Regions from separate parts of the Mus musculus genome. Here region 1 is linked to region 2. The links are chromatin contacts, called in public HiChIP or PLAC-seq maps. All regions are on one chromosome and are shown on one strand. The core of a region is the stretch at or near the end of the contact, and the rest is flanking DNA. Distances in the headings are between cores, read along the strand shown.

The links. HiChIP or PLAC-seq counts read pairs in DNA pulled down with a chosen protein or histone mark.
Region 1: an H3K4me3 HiChIP or PLAC-seq map of the SCID.adh cell line shows a contact between it and region 2, with 9 read pairs. The contact joins the promoter of Sec23ip here to the enhancer-like site in region 2. A contact is called at or near these places in 3 of 39 promoter capture datasets (the HPC-7 cell line, cranial neural crest and embryonic stem cells), 1 of 484 Hi-C or Micro-C datasets (bone marrow-derived macrophages), 8 of 115 datasets of contacts at active chromatin or transcription factors (the SCID.adh cell line, double positive thymocytes, effector CD8 T cells and 5 more) and 3 of 9 other capture datasets (adipose tissue, liver and pancreatic islet).

What each region holds. Positions count from the first base shown.
Region 1 is chr7:128,743,613-128,746,312 of GRCm38.p6, reverse strand. Sec23ip (Sec23 interacting protein) reads right to left here and starts at 1,443. Exons shown (of 19, transcript NM_001029982.2): 1 at 1,135-1,443. The coding sequence starts at 1,291.
Region 2 is chr7:128,397,476-128,400,175 of GRCm38.p6, reverse strand. The region is part of intron 3 of Rgs10 (regulator of G-protein signalling 10); the gene reads left to right. Among named protein-coding and RNA genes, the nearest start is that of Rgs10, 19 kb to the left of the region's middle. Within about 2 kb of position 1,280, at least 22 of the 459 cell types and tissues checked have an H3K27ac peak or open chromatin away from gene starts, as enhancers often do. A contact at or near this core is called in the SCID.adh cell line, bone marrow-derived macrophages, double positive thymocytes and 1 more, where this site is marked.

The DNA.
Region 1 (2,700 bases), core at 194-2,693, 350 kb before region 2:
TACACCCTGGCCTGGTAGGGTAAGCGGGCATATGTACCTGTCAGACAGTTACGAGCACCGAGAAGAAACATGACAGAAAGGAGACACTGCAGATACACATGCTTTCAGTTGTCTTTCTTCCCTTCTGCGGGAAACTCCCCTTAGTCCTCCAAGGAGGAATTATTTGGTGGGGAAAGCTCAGCACCTAACAAGCACCTGTGTGCTAGGCACTAAAAAACAGGACCCTGAAAATGAAAAGAGGTAAGAAGTTCACAGTCCACATGGAGGGGCAGAGTACTTAGCTCACAAGTATTTACACAACAATACGTGTGGGACACTAGATATAGAACTCTACAAAAATGAGACAGGGTATAGTGACGAATGCCTTTAATCCCAGCACTCAGAGGCAGAGAGGCAGAGGCAGGTGGATCCTTTAAGTTTGAGGCCAGCCTGATCTACACAGTGAGTTCTAGGACAGTCAGTACTACACAGAGAGACCTTGCTCTCAAACCCAGGGATAGGAGCTGAAAACATGAAATCTAAGCAGACAGGTAAAATGTCATGACTGAGGCCACACAGCAAGTTAATGGCAGTGCCGGGTCTGAACACAGTCTGTGCTCCAAACCACCAGAGAGAGACAGACGAGAAAGAGAGACAGAGACAAACGAGAGAGAGAGAGAGAGAGAGAGAGAGAGAGAGAGAGAGAGAGAGAGAGAGAAATCAGCCTTCCCAGATATACACAGAGCTTAATCAAAAGTGTAACGGGGGGGCTTTTACTAGGAGAGAGTGTATAGTCCTCTACAAGAGAGGCATTGTCTCCTCTGGAGAAACTTACTGTCTCCTAGGTGATGTCCTACCCTATCACCGGTGTTTCCCAGTAAGAGAGCAGCTTTCGGATTCTAGCAAAGGGTAACTGTCTAATTTAGCTGCGTTTTCTGCCAGCACCAGCACACCAGTGGGTGTTCAACAAACAGTTGCGCAATGACAGGAGTTCCAAGCCTCATCACCGGAGCCCCTCCTCCAGGATCCTCCAGTCCCTGGCCCTCTGAAAGCTGGTCACTGCTGACCCTGGCAAGCGACTCAGAGCAGGCGACACTCCTGTCCCACCCGCCTCCCGGGACAGACACTGGCCCCCAAGCGCCCTCGGCTCACTACCTCCGGGTAAGAGCAGGGAAGCCGGGGAGGCGGCGGCCTGCGTGACGGGGATGAAGGGCACGTTGAAGCTGAACTCCGTGGCCGAGGAGGAGAAGAGTAAGTTAGTGCCTGACGAGGAGGCGGACGCTCCGCCGCCGTTAGCCTTCCTATCCGCCATGGCTGCAGACCCCCGGCCGTTACGTGGCTCTGCGAGCCCGGTGCTGCACACAGACCGGAAACCGGTTAGCGAGGATGCCACCGCACTTCCGCACTTGCGCACAGGTGCCACAGGCCAGCGACTCCGGGATCGGTTTTCTTCCGGAATTTGACGCCGCCCAAAATCAATAAGGTGGAATCGGCTTCAGACCCAAGCCTATCACGTGACAGCCTCGGTCTCGCGAGACTGGGTCAGCCTCTGGAATCACAGCATAGAATAGAGAGGTGTGGCCGATGAATCCTAGCGTTAATTGACGCTCGAAGTCGCAGATTCTGAGATGTCCTGGACGCCCTGAGTTTCTCATGGAGTATCTGTTTTTGGTTGGTTGGTTTATTTGCTTGCTTGCGAGGCAGGATCTCTCTATGCTGCCCAGACTGACTTTTTATCCTCCTGCCTCAGCTCTTCCATTTCTGAGATTAATACCACCACACACTGCAATTCTTATATCTTTATGACAGGCGGTCATAAGAATTGGAAGTAAGAATTATTATCGGCTGGGTTCCTTTTTTTTTTTCAGTTACGTTTTCATGATGTTGCCTGGAATTCTCAAGAGGTCTGTCTGCCTCTTCTTCCCAAGAGCTTAAAAGGAGTGTGCCACCACTCCAGGCTACTATCTCCTTGAATGTGTGCATCAACAAAAAGTGCCTTTGGTAAGGCAGTTCCAAGTGGTAGACGATTTATGTTTCAAAGGGGCAGAGAAAAGATGTATAATTGCAACATTCTAGAGTTACTGCTGTAATTTAGGGTTTGGGGACCTATCTGCCTACTACCAGGTTTTGGCTGGAATAAAAACATTAAATTCTGGCAGTGTTGAGTTTACCTCGACAAGCATTTCAACGGGGCCAAGAAGTACAGAGCTTAGTAATGGGGAAACTTCTGGTGAGTCATAGATAACATGGCCTCAAACTGCTAAAAGCCATGCTAGACTAGAAGTTGGTCAAGAAAATTCTCTTTATCATAAAGAAGCAAGGCTGAGAACCATATACCAGAGAGTGATATATGAAACAGACCTGAAATCCTTCCTTTTTGGGTTTACAATCTGGCAAAACAATCAACTAAACACAAAATAATATAAATGGCAGGCTTTCCTTAAGTGTGTTTCCTGGAACACTGACATCATCTGGGGACAGAGATCTAAACATTCTAGGAAGAGCGAGCATGTATCTCTCTCCATCAGATCATTAGCGAAAAACTTAAGGAAGAAAAAGCTTCCCTGAGGAAGAAAAACTAAAGTTGAAACTTGAGAACTAGGGCTTCAAACCTCTTTATGAGTGCAGGGATCCCAGAGGACCAGCCCTGCTGTGGTGTTGCACACCTTTAATTCCAGCACTTGGAAGGCAGAGGCAGGCGGATTTCTGAGATCAAGGCCA
Region 2 (2,700 bases), core at 31-2,530:
CCTAGGCCAAAAGCTAGGGCTTGCTAATCAACCAGCTTGTAAGTCAGGTGTCCTGTTTATTCCATTCTCAGTCTTGCCATGTCGGGGTTACCTCTCCTCTGGTTCATGCAACGTCTCCATCACCTTTTAGGGAGAATCCCTCGTTCTCCCGACTCTTTCCCAGAAATCCTTTCTCCATCCTGGAACTTCAGTGTCCCTGTTTCCCGCCTAAGCTCATACATAGGTCATCAGCCTTTTTTTGGGCAGGTGAAGCTGCCACACATTGTACAAAAGATTCCCTCTACACAAAGTTCCAAGGCTTTCTACAGTCCTTCTCAGAACTACATGGTCAGGAGTGTCATGGGAAGACTTCACTCCTGGAATCAATTTCTATGCTAGTTAGGGTGACTGTAGCTTTAATGAAACAAAAGCAACGTGGACAGCAAAGGTTTTATTTGGTTTACACTTCCACATCACAATCTACTCTTGAAGGAAGTCAAGACAGGAACTCAAACGGGGCAGGAACCTGGAAGCAGAAGCTGATGCAGAGGCCGTGAAGGAGCGCTACTTATTGGGTTGCTCAGCATGGCTCTTGTTTTTTTTTTTTTTTTAAATAGGTTTTTTTTTTGTATTTTTTTTATTTATTGATTGATTATATTAAGTACACTGTAGCTGTCTTCAGACACTCCAGAAGAGGGAATCAGATCTCATTATAGATGGTTGTGAGCCACCATGTGGTTGCTGGGATTTGAACTCCGGACCTTCGGAAGAGCAGTCGGGTGCTCTTACCCACTGAGCCATCTCACCAGCCCATGGCTCTTGTTTTAATAGTACCCAGGACCACCAGCCCAGGAGCTGCAGCACCCATAATAGATGGGCTGGTCCTTCCCACATCAATCATTAATAAGAAAACTAAGGCTGTCTATAGCCTAATCTTATGGAAGCATTTTATCAATGGAGGATTCCTCCTCTCAGATGATTCTAACATCTGTCAAGTTGACATAAAACTAGCCAGCACAATGCTGCCGGGGAGGGTGGTGTCATTGGTGATACCAGCATGTCTGGGTCTTGGTCTGGGTCACAGCTTTGAGCTTTCACACTGCTATGTGTGATTTGCAAGGTCAACGGCAGCCGATGTTAGGCTACTGCACTTTAGTTACATAAACATGCAGAGCCAACCTCTGGGCCCACAGGCTCAACTGGGGCCAGCTTCTGGGGAGGTAAAACTAGGCAGTCAGCTCTGAGTTACTAGTTTCCAGAAGTGGGGGAGGAGGCAGGCCCTGCAGAAGGCACCTAACTGAATTTCACAATCAAACTTACCACATCTGTCCCAAAGGGAGCGTGGGAGGCTCTATCGCTATCTGCAGTCAATTGAGGCAGCTGTGAGCCTGATGCAAATCGGGCTTTCAAACCTCTGCTAGTTTAAGGACAACTGGTCAATTTTTTTTCTATGTCTTTCTGGCATGTGCACGTCTGTGCTTGCATGTGCACAAGCTCACACTTGTGTTGTGCATGTGTGCATGGGCTTTTTTGTATGTGTGTGAGTACATGTATGAAAGTGCTCATAGTACATGTCTGAACACGCATGTGGAGGCCTGAGGCCGACATGAAGCTATCATTTTCCATCCCCCTTCCATTTCAGTCACTGAGACAGGGTCTCTCAGTCAAGCCCAGAGCTTATTCATGTGGCTGGTCTCACTAGCCAGCTTGCACTGTCTCCCCTTTCCCAGGCTGAAATTGCAGGTAAAGCCACCATACGTAATTTCTAGGGAGCCAGACTCTGCTGCTCGCTCACTGTGTGGCGCTCACTCTGTGGTGTTGGCTTCACCTCCGAGCCTCACACTCACTGACTCTCACTGACTCTCACCTGAGCCTCACACTCACTGACTCTCACCTGAGCCTCACGCTCACTGACTCTGAGCATCTTGTATAACATTCTTCTCCATCTTAGGAAGGTACTTTGTCTTTCTGTCTCGTATGCCCATGAGTCCAGGCATCGTTGTCTTTCTTCCTCTCCATAGTATCCAAACATCTAGATCTGTGCCAGGGACACAGTTTGTTTCTTCCCCTGTGTGGGATGATGGTGTGCCCTCCAGTTAGGCTGGACTCTCACCTTCTGAAACCCTGGACATGACGATGGGCCTGTAAGATAGGAATACTTTCCAGCTTGCTGGGGCTTTTCTTCTTAGAAGTCTCAAAAGATAGAGCAGCCCCGAGTCTTGATCGTCTCCCACTGTCGCCCTGTGACTACTGGGCAAAGCAGGGCCATGACTTAGGAAGGTCTAGCATTGCACATATGAAACGAATGCTGGGGACTTTGGGAAACAGGGAAAATGACACTTCCTACCTCCGGTCCTCAGACTCTCTTGTTTCTTATACCTTCCTTTTGTCAGCACTCAGCACATTCCATTTCTCTGTGGTTTAAAACCTTTCTCTCATGTGCCTTTCCCTCCCTATGAGTTATCATGTGAGGTATTTTAGCTTTTAGGGTAATTCGACATTTATGCCTTATAAAACCACAGAGACAGGCTGGAGAGCTGGCTCAGCAGTTCAAAGCCCAGTGCTCTTCCAGAGGACTTAAATTTGGTTTTCAGGTGGCTCACAACCTCCTGTAACTCTAGTTACAGGGCATGTGATACCTCTGGCTTCTGTGGGTACCCACATATATCTGTACATCTCCCTAACATATGTATATTATAAAAATAAAAATAAATCTTAAAG